Regions from separate parts of the Mus musculus genome. Here all the other regions are linked to region 5. A link is a contact called in public ChIA-PET, Hi-C and HiChIP or PLAC-seq data. All regions are on one chromosome and are shown on one strand. Each heading gives the region's core, a stretch centred on a gene start, on an enhancer-like site or on the middle of the called end of the contact. The rest is flanking DNA. Distances are from core to core; before and after follow the strand shown.

Region 1 (2,923 bases), core at 215-2,714, 150 kb after region 5:
GAGAAGAGAAGAGAAGAGAAGAGAAGAGAAGAGAAGAGAAGAGAAGAGGTGACATGACATGTGTCTTCAGTCCCAGCACTCTGAGCCAGGGGCAGGAGGATCTCTGTGAGTTCGAGGCCCTGAATGTGTAATCTCAGGGCTCTTAAGGAGAGCTTGGACGTGGAGAAAGGAGAATCCTAGAGCTCTGTAGGCCAGCTTGCTGTAACCAATACAGACACTGCCCCAAACAGGATGGAAGACAAAGGCCTACATCTAAGGTTGACCTCTGACCTCTGCACATGTGCTATGCTGTGTATTCACCACACAAAGATACATACATGTACAAAACAACAACGCTAACCATAATGGAAAGGGACTAACTTGATTTTTACTTTACGATTTTTTACTATTTGTTATTTCTGGTTATGCACAATTGAAACGCATGCATAAAATAAATACTTTTTAAAAAGGCATTATGAAGAGAATGAAAGGTAATTCAGAGATTAGGGGAGGCTGGAGAGTTAAGAGCTCTTGTAGAGGACCCAGGTTCCAACCCTAGAATACATATGGTGGCTCACAACCATGAGTAAGTCCACTTCCGGGGAATCTGACACCTCCTTTTGAGCTCTGAGGGCAGCAGGCACACACATGGTACACACAGGTACATGTAGGCAAAACACACATAAAATAAATCTTTAATAGTTAAGATTTGGTCTGTTATCTCGCAGCACATTTAAATGTCTTCTAAACCCATTAAAAAGGATGTACAATACAAAAAAAACTGGACAGAATAATGTAACAGGATTTTATGTACAAGGATATTTTATAAAGTCAAATCCATCAGAGAAGGTGCGTCATCTCATTAATCATCAGGGAAATGCAAATTAAAGCCATGACTCACACACTGGGGAGCTGAGGGGAACCGCTGAGAAGCGTCAAGTCTGGGAAAGGATGCAGAGCAATTAGCACTTAAATCGGCAAACAGGACTCCAAGTGTGCTCAGTCACGGGTGCTTATGCAAGAGCCTCACTGCAGCATCAGAGCCAGCGGCTGCTGAGGGCGGCATGAAGGACTGGATGTGGTCAGGAATGATTTGGTCTTATTCTGCATTGAGTTCCTTAATAATGTGTTGATTCGTGTTGATTCATGCATTATTGATATTCCTAATTGTAAGTAGCATTAGAAAGAATAAGCCATATTTAAATGCAACACAAATTGTTAAAAGGAGCAATACTGAGGTGTGCACGCCAGGAAATAACCTCTTCCCACACTTGTCCCTGCTCCCCGTTGACGCACGTCAATATCTAGAGGCGGGCGCTGAGCAGACACCTCCTGGCCTCCAGCAGGAGCCTGGCAGTGTTCATTTATCTGTGTTATCTGTGTCCTTCTCCTGGGTAATTGCTTTCTGCGATGAGGGGCCCACGGTCAGGGTGACTCATCCGTGTGGCTGCATTGCGCTAGCTCATAATTGGTTTAGGCTGGAGCTGTTTGACAGAAGGTCTGATGTGGGAAAAGCTTCCTGCTCTAATAAAAGATATACCGGAACCCACAGTGCCCCTGAGGCTGCTTTGTCAGGATTTGATGTTAGGGACTTTTGCATCTGTCTCAAGATGGTGAATGAAGCAGTCGGGCGTTTATCCAGTGTGCTGCTGGGGAAGCAATGAGGGAATGGCAGAGGGAAAGGCAGAAAGAACCCGAGTCCTCAGTGGTTTACTGAAGTCACTGCACTCAGCCTTGCGGCTTCCAGGCTTGCCTTGAGATTTGAGTTAGCAATCTATTGTTTGTAGCAAGGTCACCTGACACCCGCACATTCACCATGGGCTGAAGTCACAAAGAGCTGGCAGTGCACATACTGTTCTGCAGTGAAGTCTCTGGCTGTTAGTCTTTTCCCCAGAATTCTTAGGTTAGGCAGTGGTGGCACATGCCTTTAATCCCAACACCTCCGGAGGCAAAGGCTGGCAGAAAAAAGGAAAAGTTCTAAATTGGGAATGATGGTGTGTATCTATAATCCCAGCACTCAGGAGGAGACTATAGAGGTTGTAAAGGGGATTAGTCCAGCCTAGGCTATCCAGTAAATTCAAGGCCTGGGCTATATAAGAACTCAGTTTGAAAAAACAAATTGGTTATAATGGTGCACACCTTTAGTCCAGCACAAAGTGAGTTTGAGGCTGACCTGGCTTACATACCAAGTTCCAGGACAGCCAGGGCTACATAGTGTGACCCTGCCTCAAAAACAAAATAATCCAAAGTGAAGAGCTGGCAAGATGGCCCATCAGGTCAAGCACTTGATGGGCAAGCCTTATCACCCATGTGTACATTTTCATCCCTGGCACCCACGTAAGGGGGCGGGGCGTGAGAGCAGACGCCATAAAGTTCTCTAACTCTGCCCCCTGCACATGCTTATACATGTGCCCCCCACCGAGAGTAAAGACAATTTTAAAAGTCTAAGAATTAGGGAACTTGTTTTTGCAGAATGAATTTGTGAAGGCAAACTTGTTGAATTAAACAGCATATACACTTAAAGTTGATATTTAGCATTCAGAGATACTGCACCAGAAGCACTGAAAATCCTCAGACTTGCCCTGCCCACCCAACACAAGCAGCAGGAAATTAGAAACCGTTTTTAAGGGATCACACAGCTTCTATTCTCAGTAGCAATGGGACCCCGCTGTTGTTTTTCATGTTCACCAATGCTGACTCTGTTCAGTTATTTAAATTTACCCGTCAGTAGGTTAAAACCTCTTTTATATCCTGACATTTGCAATTTACTGTTAGTAGGGACTGTAGCATCTTGCTCACTGGGGTCTTTTGTACCCAGTTTTTTCTTACTCTGTTTATGGTACTCTATAAAGTGTTGATTTTCTGTGGCAAGTACATTCTCATGAGAGTTCCTTGTTTTGTTTTTTTAAACCTTTGCTGATAATGTCACTTGTACACAGATTTA
Region 2 (3,285 bases), core at 499-2,998, 130 kb before region 5:
GATTAAATTCTTGTGCCACCATGCCTGGCCTCTGTTGTTCCTCTTGACAGTGTCTTTCTTTTGAGCTATACTAGGGTGGCTAGGTTTTTGAATACTTTCCCTGCTTCTCCTTTTTTTTTTAAAGATTGATTGATTGATTGATTGATTGATTGATTGATGTACACTGTCACTGTCTTCAGACACACCAGAAGAGGGCATCGGATCCCCACTACAGACGGTTGTGAGCCACCATGTTGAGAATTGAACCCAGGACCTCTGGAAGAGCAGTCAGTGCTCCTAACCACTGAGCCATCTCTCCAGCACCGTTACCTTGCTACTTTCCAGTCTTTGTGCACCTTTATTTCAATTCCTTGACTAGGAATTCCTGGAAATGCCTGGGGCAGAGGCATGGATGGGGGTTCTCTTTGGAGTGTTGAGAAGATTTGGGATCCGGTAAGTGGTCGTGCCTGCACAGCATTGTGAATACATTCGGTGCCATGGAGACACTCCAAAGGTTTTTAATTATGTGTGTTTCACCAGGTCAAATAAAGTCTCATGAAACTACCCATATGTACATGCATTGCCACCAGCGCCTGCTGTGCCATGGACATGCTAAGCCTGCTTCCCTTCCCTTAACCTCTTGGTCTTTCTCCCCTGTTAATGCTGGTTTCCTGATGAGGACCAGGGCCAGAACAGGTGACACCAAGACTGTCTGACTCCAAACTTCAGCCCTACTCTGGTCCCACAAGGCACCCTGAGCTCTCTAGGATAGATGGCTTATCTGTCTTCCAGTGGAAGAAGTTTTCACACAGTAAGTGTAAGTGATGCAGAGAAAAACACTCACTGTATGCCAAAAGTCCCCAGCGCAGCCCCACTGGGAATCTTGGAGACAAGGGCTGACAAGATGTTCACTCACCTGCAGTCTCATTACACTGAGAGCTGTGGCAGGGCCGTGACATGGCCTGATGGTAGGAGCAATTAAGAACCGTGACAGGGCTATGACCTTCCCTGATGGCAGAAGCCAGCTTTATTTAAAGTCTTCAGAGTTGTGGTGGGCAGGGCTGCAGTCTCAGCACTCTCCACCAGAACTTCCCTCCCTCTTCTTGAAGAGAATGGGGCCATCTGTGGCAGCAGAGATAGCTCCTGTGTGAACCTCAAGCCTCAGACCCCCCTCCAACCCCACAGAGCAAGGCAATGAAGAGATGCCTTTCACACAGCTGAAGTGTGTGGAGGAGGTGGGGGAGGTCAGGAGACCCTAAGATAACACTTTTTTTCTCCCAGAGAGGCTCTCAGCCTAAGAGGACACTTGCAGAACTTCACTGGGAGAACACCCGGCTCTGAAAACTTCTGCTCTTAGGGAAATCCCTGGACGTTTTCAATTAGCCGTGCTTAAAGAGAAGAAAAGCGCTCGTTTCAAGCCAGAGACCAGAAAGCTAAAGACCCTATGAGGCTGAGGCCTGACTCTGTCTCTGCTGATATAGGAACAGTGCCCAAAGCGGGGACAGCGCTCAAAGCCTTGTGTCTGTTCTTCCTGCCTGCAGGAGCAATTCGTTTATGTCAAACTCAAAGACATGGGAGCCTCTTGAGATAAATACGACTATTCCTGGGGAAGGTCTGGGGACCATCATGAGGCCTGCCCCGGAAGAGCAGTTTGGAACTTCATGTCTCTCAAAGACCCACCAGTTCCACAGAGCCATGAGTGTCTTCCACCATCCCCATTCTGTCAGAAGGGAACATTTTTGGAAACCCACTTCCTGTTTTAAAGTTACTTCATGAAAGTAGAATTTCAGTTGGCCAGATGAGCGAACTGCGTGCAACAGTCTGCAGGTCTCCCCTCCTAAGACATCCACACAGCTGTTCTGCCATGCACGCATGCACACACATGGCTCCCATGAACTCAGGCTCTCTTGGGGGAGTTCTGAAAATGAGACACAGAAGTGAGCAGCTTGAGGCTCCATATGTGGGGGCAGGTGGCCCAAGGGAGAGGAAGCAGGTGTGGGGGGAGGGGGCACTATCAACCAGCCCTCTCGAATCAGCTGTCCTTCCCCAGCCACTGAGGACAGGGTGCGCCCCTGGGCTGACCCAGTGGGTACAGGAGAATGAGTGAGCAGGCTTATCTGCGCTAGGATAGGAAGTGTGACCGAAAAGGGAAACCCTGAGACAGCTGACCACAGGCCAGTCACGGGAAGGCCTGGTGTCCAGGCCGAGACTTGAACAGAAAAGAAGAACTGCTCGCTTGAGCTATTCTGGTAGAATTTTCCAGAGTTTTGTTAACCCTGTTCTAGCCGCCGCCGCCGCTGTAAGAATAAGAACAGACTAGCTCCCTTGGTGGAGTCAGTTCTGAGTGTGTGAAAGTGCTGGCATATGCACCTAGCCACTGCCTCCACCACAGCCCTCCCTTCCCTGAGACAGACAGATAGATGTATCCGGTCTCGGCTCCTTCCAGGCACAGGTCAGGGCCCTTCCTGCAGGTGCTATGAAGCCTGGTTTGCACCCACACTGGGTAGGAAGTCAGCCTGAAACCCTGCTCCCAACCAGCGCAGGTTTAAGAGAAGTGAATTCACTTTGCTCAGAGCCCCAGACACCGGTCTGCTCAGAACAGCAAAGTCATCAGTTGTCCAGTGCTCAGGAAGGTGCAGTGTGGTCTCTCTCTCTCTCTCTCTCTCTCTCTCTCTCTCAGACACACACACACACACACACACTTAGGGCCCACGCTGATGCTCAGCCACCATAAAAGCTTTCACTTCACTTCCTCGTGGCAATCAGCCTCCTCACTCCCAATTTCTACAGACACAGCTCAAGAGTAGACGGGAGCTCCTCCCACCCGCTCTGCTCTCCACCTCTCAGCTGAATCCCACAGGCTAGGCCATGTTGCCTGGGGGCTCCTGGCGGCTTCTGGTTACTAAGCCCCTCCAGGGGTCTCTGGCTCCAGTCCTGGGTAACACCTGCCTTCTTCCTTCACCCTGCTCCCTCACCAGGAGAGCCTCAGATTCTGCCGTTCGCCTTCAGCACGGCCTGTGTCCTAGACATTCCCTAAATTTGAGTCCTGCCCCGGATGCTGTAACTACTCTCATATAACTACCACGCAGCCTAACAGTCTCCTAAGCTACTGGCTCATGAGTCAACTGACCATTGGCAACACAGGTAGGGAGTCCCAGAGACATCAAAAGAAGGGAAGGTCACCTGTCCAGGGCTCCTCTAGTCTTTCCTCTAGGAAGGTGGAGCTTCAAGTCCCTGCAGCATCTCTGCATATGGCCCACACCCTATTTGCGGCATGCCTGACTCTGGAACACATCTCCCATCAGC
Region 3 (3,355 bases), core at 311-2,810, 200 kb after region 5:
GCTACACTTCTTTACCTCTCACTTCCACTCCCAGCAACCTTCCCTAGAAAGCCAGAGTGGGGCTCAGTGTATTCGACTGAAGGAGTGTAAGGTAAGTTCATCGGGCAAAGGTGCTTCCTGCCAACCCTGATGGCCCGGGATCCGCAGCAACGGCCTTAGATCTCCCGGTGCAGCCTTCTGCTTTACAAAACGAGCAAGCAAATGTTTAATTCTATCTAGTTGAGAAAGTGCTAAGTTTAAGTTAAGCTTTCACTTTTGTTTAAAGAAAAAAAAAATCCCTGTACTTTTATTCACAGATACTAAGGAAGAATCCTGTCATTTATAATCTTGCCAGAAATCTTTCAAAGATAATAATAAGATTATGTCAGAAAAATTCTTAAAGGCAAAAAAAAAATATTCTGCCTGATTTTTTTAGAACTCACTCATATACAAGACAAGTATACTGAAAACCAACCAAAGAAAGAGAAATTCTCTTTTTAGGTAGAAAACTCGTGCTTACAACCAGCCTCAGACACTGTAAGGATACATACCCCACATTCTGCTACATCTCTGTATTTTCCAAAATGAAGAACCTATGACCAAAACGCAGGACAAAGTATTATTAAATGTGATTAATATTACAAATTATAGACAGCATGGTTCAGGGAGGAAGCAATACATACGCGTGCTTTTGTGTTCTGGTTAACTGTCTCATAAATTCCCATGTAAAACTCAGGGTCAAACATATCCTGAATCATGCAACGAAACTTGACAAAGCTGTTGGGCTTCAGATAATGGAGGGGCACTTCGTTCAGCGATGGCACCTTCGGAGAAAACAGGCAAGCAGATTAGCAAAGCTGTTGTCTGGAAGAGACACATCTTCAAAACCTAGCCCTGCCCCGCTGTGTGTGCTCACTGCTCAACATAACATCTGCTGGGGAAGAACTTTCCTCTCAATTCTTCCAAGTTCGTGTGACAACACTTGACTCTAGCACGATGCTTTTCCTTCTAAAAGCATCCACAGTATGTGTAACATCTCCCTGACTGCCTTCTTTTGGTTCAGTTTTGTTTTCTTGGTTTTGTTTTGTCTTTGTTTTCTTTCTTTAAAGATTTATGTATGTACATGTATATGTACATGAATACTCTGTGTGCCAGAGAGGACATTAGATCTCAGTATAGACGGTTGTGAATATCCAGGTAGTTGTTGGAAATTTAACTTAAGACCTCTGAAAGAGCAGCCAGTGTTCTTAACAACTGAGCCCTCTCTCCAGCTCCCATGTTTGCTTTCTTTTGAGACAGTATCACTTTGTAGCTCAGCATGGTTTGAAACTCACAAGTAGCCCAGGCTAGCCCCAAACTCATCAGAACCCTCTCGTGTCAGCCTCCTAAGCCCCCACACTGTAAACATCAACACCGTGAGGACTGTGAACCTTGCAGCCAACAGGAAAGCATATGCTTTGATGGGTTCCTCTCAACATTCACACATGCCAATTCTTTTAGGAAGGAACAAGACACTCTTAGAGCACACTTTACTCTGCAGAACAGTCATTTGCTGCCATCTAGAGGCACAACACAGAAGCATCAGACCAAAGCCCCTTTATTTTCACCACAGACTTGGAAGAGCTGTATGCACTCACTGCGCTACTTCTAGTCACGTGGCTGGTGGGGCGGTCTGCTCTGCTGAGAGAAACTAGAGCCAGCCAACTCACACAACAGCAGGAAGCTCACCCATTTAGGAGCATTATTTTCCTTCAGCTTTTCCTTGAAGTATTCAATAACCTTCTTCTCCCAGTCAGGATTAACTCCATTTTGTGCTGAAAGAGAAATTTGGTCATCAAAGCACAATATAGGCCAGCAGATTATGTTCAGGTCAGCAATACGTAAGCTGAATAGTTAGTACGAGTAAAATATGCAGCTGGGACACTCACAGGTATTCAAGGGGTTTTCCTGCCGGGCACCGGGCACCAGTCACCAGGCACCGCAAACCCAGGCTGCTTGCCCTTAGCTCCCTGCCATTAACCACTGAGAGCCGAACCTGTGGAACAGTATGTGGTTCACCCAGACATAGCAGCACAAGCTCGGTATATACAGTACTTGGCTCAAATACTTTCAGATACAGTAACACACCGTGAAATGTAACGTGGAGACTTTAAACCACATCTGCTTATTTGTTTAGTGTGTGTATGTGCATTCACATGGGCAAGGAGGCCAAAGAACAACTTGCAGGAGTTGGTTCTTGGGGATCTAGCTCAGGTCAATCATCAGGCCTGTCAGAGGATCAGAAGTTCAGGGTTCTTCAGCTATATAGGAGCCTGAGCTACATGAGCCATCTCAAACAAAATAAATACAAAACAGAAAAACAAAAAACAAACCGAAACTATAATTCTGTCCTTCAACACCAATTATACTGCTATGTAAGTGATGTTTTAGCCTTCTAGTGCTACATATAGACGGTATGTCTGTCACCCTCTTATCAGAGAGGCTCATCACTCAAAGTGGCAGCCAGTTCTCCACTACACATATTGAGGGCTTCTTGCCCTCACAATGAAGAAACAACCTGCAGGGGTAGCTTACAGGAGATGAAAAGGAAGACCAAAGAGGGAGTAACCCACAGAACACAGATTCTTGTGGACTGAACCCCCAGCTTACATGCCTACAAGCTTTCGTGTTTGTCACATGGCTGCCTTAAGTAGATGGCGAATGAGGGGAATGTGTTTCTAACTGTGATGTAGATGAGCCTGTCGGAAACACAAAAATCCTGCTTTAGCAGACCGTCCAAACATTTTTCCCTTAGCTAGCCCAAGCTTGACCACAGGATCCACGCGGTGGAAGGAGAGAACTGATTCACCAAATTGTCTTCTGACCTCCATAAGTGCGCTACCTGCATTTATATGCATTAATTAATTAGTTCATTTTTAAAAAAAAATGAACAAAACAAGCCTTGGTGCCATACTTCAGGTTCTGCTCTTAGGTCTACAACCAATCAGTCTCTATGAAGGGTGAGGATTAGGTTGAGATTTCTAACTTTTGCATATCAATGTTCAGTGTTTCAAAGAACATCCTTTACTATGGGTTCCTGTGTTCTTTGATTAAAAAGAAAGAAAGAAAGAAAGAAAGAAAGAAAGAAAGAAAGAAAGAAAGAAGAAAGAAAGAAAGAAAGAAAGAAAGAAAAGAAAAAGGAAGAAAGAAAAAGAAAGTTCAGAGTCACAGCAATAGCCACTGAAAAGACTTTGCTGAGGAGGATGTAACACACAGAAGGGACAGACAGGATGGTTCCACTTACTATGGGAACTAAACCAGGCCAGTTCATAAAGACATTGTGGGAGAGGCTGGAGGGAAGGCATGGTGATTAGTTTGTGATTATGGTGCAAGGAAT
Region 4 (3,419 bases), core at 833-3,332, 230 kb before region 5:
TCACTCTTGAGGGAAACAAGCTTGTAAAATCCTTTCTAATTAAGAGGGCGTCTTTTAACACTGGTAACAGGTTCTCGAGTGCGGGTACTTTCATATCTTGAAGTGGCCTCAGCTTTTCTTAAAAACCTGTTAGACAGATTAGCATCATGCTGGTGATAAGAATGGGATGTTTAGAAATGACACTTAAGAAACCCAATTACTGACCCAGTTTTGAATTGGCTAAAGGAGAGCAATGGAAAAGATCTCATTAAACACAGTGTGATGCCGTGAAAAGGACTAACTCTCCTAGGCTCAGATCCAGGCCCTATAACTCAGCAGGTGTGTAACCGTGGGTACCTCTGTTTCCCCAGCTATAGTGTGGGGATAACAACACTACCTGTCACACAGCCACCAAGAGGTCTAATCAGCAACACAAAGAATGGCATATAATAAACACTGTCAGCATCTATGTGTTGTGGTGGCGGTGGTGGTGGTAGTGGTGGAGGTTGGCATCCTTAAAAGATGAGACACTGTGGCCAAGAAGCCCTCGGTCACCTCTGCTCTGACATGCCCTTTCAAGGGGTGATACTTAGTTACAATGTGCTGGGTTCTAACAGATGAGCATAAACAGAAGCCTCCTGACCTAGAGTCCAGGGAGGCTTACCCAAGATGTGGTGAGGTCTAGGATAGAACAGGATGTCCTTGCCCCGCCCCTAAGGTTCATTTAAATACCACTGGGGATAACAGGGAAAGACAGAGGCCAGAAGACTGAGCCAAGGACCCTCCTAAACGTGAAACAAGTGTTGAGTTCCCTTTGGTCTGCTTCCCTCACCAGGTGGCAGGCATAATACTAGATTATCTTTGATTTTCTTAGTGACTTTTTTCAGAAGGCTGTATACTCTCAGCACACGGTTACTATAATCTTACTGCAGCACAGTCAGGTACCCCAGAGGGGTCAGAGTGCATTTTAGCATTTCCTTAACTACCAATTTAGGACCAGCCACATGCCCCTTTGCCCACTGGAAGTACCCAACTTTCACCATCCCGGGAAGCTGGCGGGTTTTTTTTACGTAATAAACTGCATGTCTATGCAATCCTGCATAAAGTAAGATTAAAGGTAATTTAAGGAGGATCCCGGATGATTTCGGGATTCTGAAGTTTGCATGGGTAACAAGGTGAGCCACTTAGGCTGATTCACTGATGAGGGCATTCCAGCTGTGGGCAAAGATTCACAGCTTCTGTGTACTAATCAGGCTGCAGACCATAAATGTGTATATGCGCACGCGCACAAACACACACACGCACACGAGAACCACTGTTAGAGGTCAGAACAGTTCAAAACAGCAAGGCTAGGGTTTGCAGTAAAGGAAAAAGAGGCCAGAGACAGGAAGCAGGGATGAGATCAACAGGTAAGGCTCCCAGGTTCCAGCTCACCTTTCACGAGCCAGGTGGACGTGGCAGCTGAAACGGAGGCTTTTGCGTTGCCTACCCCTAAGCCCTGCAATACTGCTTGGGTGGCTAGAGAGCCGGAGAGGCTGGAAGCAAAGGCCTGGAGAGAAAAGAAGTGGAATGAGGAGAGGTGGCAGGAGCACGGAGCCTACTGTGCTATACCAGCTCTCACTGGTTCTGTGGGACCTGGAAAACTGTCAGGACTATGCAATGCACCCTAGCCTTCCAATGTGCACATGCAGATTGCAGGGGCCTATTCCCCGGGTCCCCAGCTATAAACCGCCCCCCCCCCACGGCAATCGGCCAGCCGGACCTGCACGGAATCCCACAGCTGGTATGGCAGGTAATCCGGGCTGACGCTATCTGGGAAGCCCTGAGGCAGCAGCACGGATCTGAGGCCCGAAAGAGCGGTCAGTGCTGCCCAGGGTCCCCCGCCTCCACCCGCGTGCTGCCCAGGTTTCGCTATCGGGGCCCGGGAGAGCCAGCCCCAGCGCCGAGCCCCGTCCCACTGCAGGCTCCCATCGGCGGCAGCGCTGCAGCCGCGCGGGGCTCCGGAGCCGAACTGCTCCGTGCACAGCGGCGCCCGTAGGCTCGCAGCGTCAGCCATCCTCAAGTTCAGCGAGTCGGTCCAACGCGGCAAAAAGCTAGGCGAACTACATTTCCTGTTTGGCTACGGTGGCCACAGAAGGACACTAATCTTTTATTCTCTTGGAACTCCGATTATTGTGTGTCCTGCCTTCCTGGGGCACACCCCAGGACTGCACCTGACCTACCTATCGTTCTTTGGACCCTAGGAGCAATATAGGGGCCGTTGACTCTGAACTCCAATCGGAAGAGGGAGAGATGGCTTCCTGGGGAAATAGTTGTGGTGGAGACTCCACTCAGATCTCAAACTTTTAGCTGTGTAACTGGAGTATCCCTCTCCGTCGCAGTGCTTTTTTTTGTTTGTGAGGCCAAGGACAATAGAGTTTTTGAAATTTTTTAAGTTAGCTTGTGACTTAATGAGCTTCATTATGGCATTTTGATTCATATTTTGCTCCCTTTGTTCCTATTTACCACCCGCCTCCCCCTGTTCTCTTGCCTGACTCCTACTATGTAGACATCCACTTACCCACTCCACCCAGCCCTCCTCACCCCAATGCTGCTTTTATGTCACATGATCTCTATCTTCCTATTTCTTTAAGATCCCTTCTTCCCTCCTCAGGGTCCCATTTCTAATTTCATGACTTATACCCCAGCCCCTCCTCCCACACACACACATACACACATAAAATTCCAAATCTAGGACTTGCATATGAGAGAAAACACGGGGCATCTGTGTTTCTGCAACAGTCTTTAAACTCATTTTCCTGCAAATGTTATTATTTCACTTTTCTTTATGGTTGAATAAAATCTCACTGTAACTCCACATTTTGTGACTCATGTGTCTCCTGAGAGATCCGGACTGACTCCATTTCTTAGCTGTTCCGAATTCTGCAGCAGTAAACACACATGTACAGGTATTTCCGTGGTAGGACATGGCGTCCTTTGGTGTATAGCTATAGGTAGTAGAGCTGTAAGCCTAAGGCAGGTCTGTTCTTTTTTCCTTTTGATTTTCAGAGCAGCTGGAGCAGTTTACATTCTGTAAGGGGCTCTTTGCCAACATTTGTTGTTACTTTGTTACTGGGGAAACCGAGGTTCCCATGGGAACTTAGGCTCCTTAATAAGGGGATTTGGAGGCTTACTAGCTAAATGCTCCCAGTTCTTCCAAGACATCAGCAGTGGGTTCCCAGCATTCATGTTAGGTAGTTCAAACCACACGTAACTCCAACTTGAAGAGGGAGCAGACACCATCATGGATGTGCACCTACACACACACACACACACACACACACACACACAAAGAGAGAGAGTTTGGTTTTTTTTTTAATAAAATAGTTTAGAAAAGGAGTACACAGGAATCTTTTTTTTTTTTAGATTTATTTATTATTATATGTAAGTATACTGTAGCT
Region 5 (3,386 bases), core at 243-2,742:
GGGAGAGATGACTTAAGAGCATTTGCTACTCTTATAGAGGACCAGGTTCAGTTCCCACAAGGAAGCTATAAACATCTATAACTACAGTTTCAGGGCATGCAATACCCTCTTTGGACCTCGGAAGGCATTGCACAAGCCGGCTCATACATATAAAATAAATCTTTATTTATTTTTTTTAAATATTTTTTAAATAGGGCATTGCTAGGCGTAGTAGATGGTAGTGTGCACCTTTAATCTCAATACTTGGGAGGCAGAACTATATAGATAGACCATATCTTTAAAAAAATATCCACAGCCAAGCAGTGGTGACACATGCCCTTGATCCCAGCACTTGGGAGGCAGAGAGATGGATCTCTGTGAGTTCAAGGTCAGCCTGGTCTACATAATTAGCTAGTTCTAGGACAGCCAAAACTACACAAAGATACCTTGTATTGAAAAACAAGCGAAAAAATTCACTTTGTATTCAGTCTTCAATAAACATCAATCTTTATTCCTTTATTGAAGATGGACTCTGGATTTAGCCACGTGCTGGGTGGGTTCAGGTATAAAGAAGCAAAAGACAGACACTGACCAGTGAGTGAATCTAAGTGTCTAGACCTTTCAATGTGACTATCAAATGATAATAAGTCAATATTCCCACATTTGGGCTTATACAGGTGTGTTTGGTGGCACCAGGCAGTACCTGAAGGCTAACTATGTTAATACTTATACTGAGGCTTTGAGACTTCAAAGTCAGTAAGAAGGTCTTTGGAAGTAAAAAAAATCAGCTTGTTGGAAATGTCTGGCAGAGTCCTCTAGTATTTGCCACAGAGTAAAAATCGGAGGGGAAGAGGCCAGAGATGTATCTTTGAAGGTCCCAGGACATTCTCTGAATCTGAGTCAGGAAATTGGCCTCAGTATTGGTTCCAGGTGTTTCTGAAGTCTAGTCACTGTGCGAAAGTGCCTATATAGAAGGCCAAGAGCACAAAGTTGTCACTTTAGTCCTTGCTTCTTCAGTTTTCCAAAGCAGGCAGGTGAGTTTCCACAGCTCTTTCTTTTTGTTGTGACCTCAGATCAGCATTCCAGAATTTCTCAGAAGTCATAAGGCCCTTGAGAAAAAGTTACTAAAAACGTCACTGCAGGACGCCAGCGTCACTGAGTGTGAAGAGAGAGAAAGAACTAGACTTTCCGAGTTTAAAGATGATTTAGTCCTTACACAAAGGTGGGGCCCCAGGTGTCGGCCCTTGGACTGCTAACCCCGGGACACCCCCACGCGGCACGAAAGAGTGGTGGGGAGTCCGGAGACAGAAACCAGCCAGAGAGCACAAGGACACCGGTGCGTGTCAACCTGGCGCGAGGCGCACAGGCCCCAGGACACACACAGGACAGGGATAGGGAGGGACAGCCTGGGTAGTCTAGGAGAAGGAGGGGCGGGTGACAAATCCCCGCCTCCGATCCCTCCCAAGGTCCCGCCCCGCCGCGATTATAGCCTATGACTCAGGGCGGAGCTCCGCATCCAACCCACGGCGGCCGCCAAGTTCTCTGGATGGGACCAGAAGTTTCTAGCCGGCCAGTTGCTGCCTTCTCTTTATCTCCTCCTTCCCCTTTGGCAGCTAGGAGGCTATTTCCAGACACTTCCACCCCTCTTCGGCCACGTCACCCAGTCCTTTAATTCATAAAGGTGCCCGGCGCCGGCTTCCCGGACACATCGGCTACACAGAGGTGCCCGCACTCCACGACCTCGTGACCCGCGCCCTAGCTCTGCGCCCCGGGCGGACCCTAACCCAGCATGAGCGCCGCCACCCAATCGCCCATGATGCAGATGGCGTCCGGCAACGGAGCCAGCGACCGAGACCCCCTGCCCCCGGGCTGGGAGATCAAAATCGACCCGCAGACCGGCTGGCCCTTCTTCGTGGACCACAACAGCCGCACCACGACGTGGAACGACCCGCGTGTGCCCCCCGAGGGCCCTAAGGTGAGTGGAGCTTGCCGTCCCACCTCGACGGCGAAGGGGCCTGGTCGAGCCAGGGCTATGCGAGTCACCCCACCCCGCGCCCTGCTGCGCAAGGAGAGTCCTTAACCATATCCGCCTCGAACGGGCGTCGGGCCGCAGAGAGCCGCAGGCAGGGTGGCCTTGGACGGTAGCCAGCGGGGTGCGACCCGCGTGGTGACATCGGGTGGTTTTCCACAGCCTCTTGCGAAGGGCGAAGGGCAGTGGTGGCCTGAGCTGCGGTGCGCCGCGTCCCAGGGAAGGGCGACCGGCCTGATGAGCGGCTGAGGCCCAGGCCAGGCCCGGCCGCCGCCTCTCTGTCCCGCGCGTCCCGTGCTGAGACCCTGGGCTCCCTCCGGTGCTGATGGCGCACGGCCAGGATTGAAAGGCTGCTGAGTGGAGTCTCCTGTGGGGATTTCACTTTCAAATTCAGAACTTAGTTGAGGCTTATCTTGAGTTTACTGGATCTTAGGCATAGAGTGACTCAGGAGGCTCGAGTAAATAAGTTATTTTCCCCCATTAAACTTATTATTACTGGTCGAAACTGCTTTCAGTTAGAGAAAATTCTGATACTACCACTATTTTTTTTTAAGATACTCTTTCTGACAGTTCCAAAACTAAAGATCAGACATTGTATCACCATACTTAGCCACTGCCTTAAGACTCACACTGGAGTGAAAGAATGTATTTTTAATGGCGTGATTCCTTGTTGTCCTTTTCAAATACTGGAGTTTTGTTACCAGAAACAGCTGAGGAGTCTGGTGAACACTAGGTGTATGCTTCATTTGCATAGATATTCAGGTTTGTGTACTTCAATCTAAAAAGCAAGAAAAATTGAAAATACAAATTTGGAATGAAGCCCAGCCTGGTTCAGGCCTGTCATCCCAGCACCCAGGAAGCTGTGGCGAGAGGATCTTGAGTTCAAGTCTAGCCAGGGCTATATAATCGGAGTCTATCTCAAAAGTTATTAAGTAATTAAGTTGGAATGAAACTAGCCTGTGTTGCAAAATAAGACCTTGTCTTTTTTTATAAAAAAAAAGAAAAAAAAGATTGAGCTGGGCAGTTGTGGCACACCTCTTTAATCCCAGCACTTGAGAGGCAGAAGCAGGCAGATTTCTGAGTTCAAGGCCAGTCTGGTCTACAGAGTTCCAGGACAGCCAGGGCTACACAGAGAAACCCGATCTCGAAAAACCAATAAAATAAAATAAAAATAAATAAAAATTCGATTGAATTTTGAGTGAAGAACTTAAAAATACAAATTTAGGTAGGATTTTTCTTGTTTGTTTTGTTTTTCTTTTTTTAAAATTAGATATTTTTTTATTTACATTTCAAATTTTATTCCTTTCCTCATTTCCCCTCCGAAAACCCCCCTATCTCATTCCCCCCCTCCCTGCTCATTACCCCACTCACTCCCGCT
Region 6 (2,921 bases), core at 241-2,740, 160 kb before region 5:
ACTTGAGAAAAAGCAACACTGTAAAACGTCCTTTCCTTCCATTTCAGAAGGTCACCCAAAGAAAGCCTGCTTATTTCCTACCCTGATTCCGCAAAGGAGTCTGGGACACGAGGAAAGCGTTTGCTGAGTTCCCTACAAGACTGTCTCAAAAAGAGCATTTGGTTCTGTCTCCTTCCTTCCTCCTGGCCCATAGCTCTGACTTCCTCGGGCCGAGGCAGGAGTTCTTGTTAGAGAGGGTCATCTTTGAGCTGATCTCTTTCCGATGAGCTTCCAAGTTAGTTAGATTTTTTTTTCTCTTTTGCATCTGGACCCCAAACACTCCAGAACTGCACCTCTAACTTTTCCAAATCCATCCTTCAAACTGGCTGCAAGTTAAACCACAGAAGGCTTTGTTTCCTGGTTGCGACTCCCTCTGTCTTCTGCCCCACCGCTTGCTTCCATGGCACACCCGTCCTCGGGTCTTCCCTTCCTCCAACAGAACCAAAGTTGAGAGCAGAACTTCACAACAGCACCCTTCCTCAGCTCGGTGCTCACACCACAGAGAGAATAAAGCCTTGGCTGCCTCACCCTCCTCCCTCACGTCTGCGCTTGGAACGCCATCAGCAGCGACCATGCTGAGGCAGACAGACTGGACAGGTGTAGTTAGCAGCAGCATTTCTTTGTACACAGACTAGAGAGCAGGATGCTGCCACCCACACTACACTGTGGCAGATGTGCCATCACTCAGACTCACAAACAATCCAAGGGGCTTTGAAAACAGCAACGAGCAAATAAAAGCATGGAAACGAACCAGACTGACATTCAGCCTGAGTTCCAAAGTCACCGAGAGTTTCCCTAGGGATGGTGACACCAAACCACATGCTAGAAGAGGAAGCCCGGTGTCCCCAGCACTGAAGCAGGGAATGATGGGAGGAGCACCAGCCTCCAGGTCAGAAAAAGGAAACACGGACACTTGTGGTTCCTTCAGCAGCTTCTCCATTCTGGCTTCTTTCCCGTCCAGTCAGTGGCCTACAGACCCCTGTGTGTTGGTCTCTGGGCTTGCAGTAGGTCTGAAAGGAGACAGAAGTGGGAATATTTGTAACTTACAGGGAGGGCAGTCCACCACTCAAGTGGCAAGTCAGCTGAACGAGACAGTGCTCCTGCTCACACTTCACAGCACTGCGCATCCACTTCTGTGTAGCCCAGCAAATTGAGTAACCGGCAGAAAACCCAGGACCGGGGACCAGTCTAGCCCTGACACTGAACAAGCATAGTCTGATATATTCTACTCCCTGCCTCCCTGAGAAAAGCTAAATACCAAGTTCTGGAACTTCATTAGCAGTTTCACCATAACCCTCACTTAGGCAGGCGCCCTGACATCTCCTGCTGCCTTTAAAAAAAAAAAATCTTTTATTTATATTTATGTGGCTCTGTGTGTGTGTGTGTGCCACGTACTCCTATGCTAGTGCATGTCTGTGCATGCACGCACACACATGGGCATGCAGGTGCCACCAAGCCCAGTAGAGGGTGTCAGATCCATTGGGGCTGGAGTTGCTGGCAGTTATGAGTCTCTGTGGGTACTGGGAAATCAACTCCGGTTGATTCACTGAGACAGCTCTCCTGCCACGTCTACCGTCTTTTTCTCCTACTTCCTGTGCAGTGGAGCTGGCCTTTCTGGGTCATACTGAATCTTTTTTCCGCTGTAGTGAGGTAGGTGAAGTGGCTAGCGATTGGGGCCTTCAAAGGCTGCTGGTAACCACGGGACTGGTTAATAGTCATTATCCCCTGCAATTGTTCTAGGTAATGTGTAACTTTAATTTTTTCAAATCCTATTTTTAATGGTGGTTCTTGACCACTTTAACTTCCCTTTTAACCCGCCATCTTCCAGAGTAGTGGGAAAGAAAGGATACGGGGGAAGTGGACCTGTTTAGAAAGGTTCTTTGGAGCAGATTCCATCTGTGTTGTCTGGAAATCATCAGTTCAGTTCACAGGTTAGCAGGCAGTGGCAGCTTGATCCACTCAAAAACACTTCATGGATACACCAGCCAGCCAGTTTGATAAATTCAGTAATGGCGGTGACACGTCCTAGCAGAGACAGACAGACCTCAGCCTCAGCTCCAGTCAGCAGGAGGGACCAATAGGAACACCAGAAGTTCTCAGCTATGTGTCTCTCAGGGAAGTGAAGATCAGGGAAGTGAAGATCAGCAAATACGGGAGATCCACAAGCACAGACAGCTGTACCAGCAAGCCAAGCTCTGTCTCGTCACTCTGTGGAGTCCTATTTATGCCCTCCAACCATCATGTGCTCTCCGTGTGCCTTGCCTCAGTGCGTGTCCTGTCTCAGCATGTGCATCCAATCAGCTCGAGTCCTTGGAAGTGGCAACAAACTTCAGAACACCACCAGAAGAATTTTACACATTTCTGTCTGTGGAGTCCCGACTATTGCCTCTCAACCATGCAATGTAAGACAGACCAATGCATGCGTGTTGTCAGCAAAGAATCCTTCACCTCGTGTCCTTTCACGTGCTTGCTTTAGCAGAACATCCTCTCTCCTGTGTCTGCTTCAGCGAAAAGTTCCTTTATGAGTCTACCTTAGCCTTTCACACCTGTGTCCACTTCAGCTGACATTCCTTCACGCGTTTGCCCCAGCAAAACACCATCCAACCGACTTTCTAAAGAACCCTTAAGTTTCCACGTCAGTGATGCCTCTACAAAGCTCTCCAGAGCCCAGGCTGAAATCAATCAGGCCTTTTGGGGACTCTTCCTTCCTCCCTTCCCTCCTCCTACCCCTCCTCCCTTCTCTCCTCCCTTCCCTACCTCCCTCCTTTCTGTCTTCCTTCCATTCTTTCTTTCTTCCTTCCTTTCTTCTTTTCTTTTTTCTTTCTTCCTTCCTTCTCTTCCTTTCTTCTTTCCTTTCTTTTTTCCTTCCTTTCTTTCCTCCT

Evidence for each region. A called contact is a pair of places that touch in the nucleus more often than the background predicts. ChIA-PET counts read pairs in DNA pulled down with a chosen protein or histone mark. HiChIP or PLAC-seq counts read pairs in DNA pulled down with a chosen protein or histone mark.
Region 1: a Hi-C map of the N1E-115 cell line shows a contact between it and region 5, with 3 times the contacts expected there. The contact joins the enhancer-like site here to the promoter of Bag3 in region 5. A contact is called at or near these places in 6 of 39 promoter capture datasets (3T3-L1-derived adipocytes, frontonasal cranial neural crest, hematopoietic stem and progenitor cells and 3 more), 18 of 484 Hi-C or Micro-C datasets (the 3T3-L1 cell line, the C2C12 cell line, the G1E-ER4 cell line and 10 more), 27 of 115 datasets of contacts at active chromatin or transcription factors (the HPC-7 cell line, the NIH/3T3 cell line, the SCID.adh cell line and 21 more) and 3 of 9 other capture datasets (adipose tissue, liver and pancreatic islet).
Region 2: a contact with region 5 is called in an RNA polymerase II ChIA-PET map of memory CD8 T cells, with 87 read pairs. The contact joins the enhancer-like site here to the promoter of Bag3 in region 5. A contact is called at or near these places in 2 of 484 Hi-C or Micro-C datasets (the G1E-ER4 cell line and Th1 cells), 7 of 115 datasets of contacts at active chromatin or transcription factors (the SCID.adh cell line, T-cell acute lymphoblastic leukemia, bone marrow-derived dendritic cells and 4 more) and 2 of 9 other capture datasets (adipose tissue and liver).
Region 3: an H3K27ac HiChIP or PLAC-seq map of epiblast stem cells shows a contact between it and region 5. The contact joins the enhancer-like site here to the promoter of Bag3 in region 5. A contact is called at or near these places in 1 of 484 Hi-C or Micro-C datasets (bone marrow-derived macrophages), 13 of 115 datasets of contacts at active chromatin or transcription factors (bone marrow-derived macrophages, double positive thymocytes, effector CD8 T cells and 7 more) and 4 of 9 other capture datasets (adipose tissue, embryonic stem cells, liver and 1 more).
Region 4: a contact with region 5 is called in an H3K4me3 HiChIP or PLAC-seq map of the SCID.adh cell line, with 14 read pairs. The contact joins the promoter of Rusf1 here to the promoter of Bag3 in region 5. A contact is called at or near these places in 4 of 484 Hi-C or Micro-C datasets (the G1E-ER4 cell line, bone marrow-derived macrophages and embryonic stem cells), 8 of 115 datasets of contacts at active chromatin or transcription factors (the SCID.adh cell line, bone marrow-derived dendritic cells, bone marrow-derived macrophages and 4 more) and 2 of 9 other capture datasets (adipose tissue and liver).
Region 6: an H3K4me3 HiChIP or PLAC-seq map of bone marrow-derived macrophages shows a contact between it and region 5, with 4 times the contacts expected there. The contact joins the enhancer-like site here to the promoter of Bag3 in region 5. A contact is called at or near these places in 1 of 39 promoter capture datasets (pre-B cells), 4 of 484 Hi-C or Micro-C datasets (CD8 T cells, bone marrow-derived macrophages, nephron progenitors and 1 more), 5 of 115 datasets of contacts at active chromatin or transcription factors (bone marrow-derived dendritic cells, bone marrow-derived macrophages, embryonic stem cells and 1 more) and 1 of 9 other capture datasets (liver).

Annotation. Positions count from the first base shown.
Region 1 is chr7:128,671,172-128,674,094 of GRCm38.p6, forward strand. The region is part of intron 9 of Inpp5f (inositol polyphosphate-5-phosphatase F); the gene reads left to right. Among named protein-coding and RNA genes, the nearest start is that of Inpp5f, 61 kb to the left of the region's middle. Within about 2 kb of position 1,465, at least 186 of the 459 cell types and tissues checked have an H3K27ac peak or open chromatin away from gene starts, as enhancers often do. A contact at or near this core is called in the C2C12 cell line, the G1E-ER4 cell line, the HPC-7 cell line and 23 more, where this site is marked.
Region 2 is chr7:128,390,368-128,393,652 of GRCm38.p6, forward strand. The region is part of intron 3 of Rgs10 (regulator of G-protein signalling 10); the gene reads right to left. Among named protein-coding and RNA genes, the nearest start is that of Gm39092, 25 kb to the left of the region's middle. Within about 2 kb of position 1,749, at least 166 of the 459 cell types and tissues checked have an H3K27ac peak or open chromatin away from gene starts, as enhancers often do. A contact at or near this core is called in the G1E-ER4 cell line, the SCID.adh cell line, T-cell acute lymphoblastic leukemia and 7 more, where this site is marked.
Region 3 is chr7:128,723,406-128,726,760 of GRCm38.p6, forward strand. It overlaps Mcmbp (minichromosome maintenance complex binding protein), which reads right to left. Exons shown (of 16, transcript NM_145955.3): 2 at 1,708-1,793; 3 at 663-803; 4 at 531-572. Among named protein-coding and RNA genes, the nearest start is that of Mcmbp, 15 kb to the right of the region's middle. Within about 2 kb of position 1,561, at least 81 of the 459 cell types and tissues checked have an H3K27ac peak or open chromatin away from gene starts, as enhancers often do. A contact at or near this core is called in bone marrow-derived macrophages, embryonic basal ganglia, epiblast stem cells and 1 more, where this site is marked.
Region 4 is chr7:128,296,049-128,299,467 of GRCm38.p6, forward strand. Rusf1 (RUS family member 1) reads right to left here and starts at 2,083. Exons shown (of 13, transcript NM_145590.2): 1 at 1,742-2,083; 2 at 1,414-1,528. The coding sequence starts at 2,035.
Region 5 is chr7:128,522,091-128,525,476 of GRCm38.p6, forward strand. It overlaps Bag3 (BCL2-associated athanogene 3), which reads left to right and starts at 1,493. Exons shown (of 4, transcript NM_013863.5): 1 at 1,493-1,954. The coding sequence starts at 1,769.
Region 6 is chr7:128,358,396-128,361,316 of GRCm38.p6, forward strand. It overlaps Gm39092 (a long non-coding RNA gene), which reads right to left. Exons shown (of 3, transcript XR_869958.2): 3 at 398-1,049. Among named protein-coding and RNA genes, the nearest start is that of Gm39092, 7.2 kb to the right of the region's middle. Within about 2 kb of position 1,491, at least 13 of the 459 cell types and tissues checked have an H3K27ac peak or open chromatin away from gene starts, as enhancers often do. A contact at or near this core is called in bone marrow-derived macrophages, where this site is marked.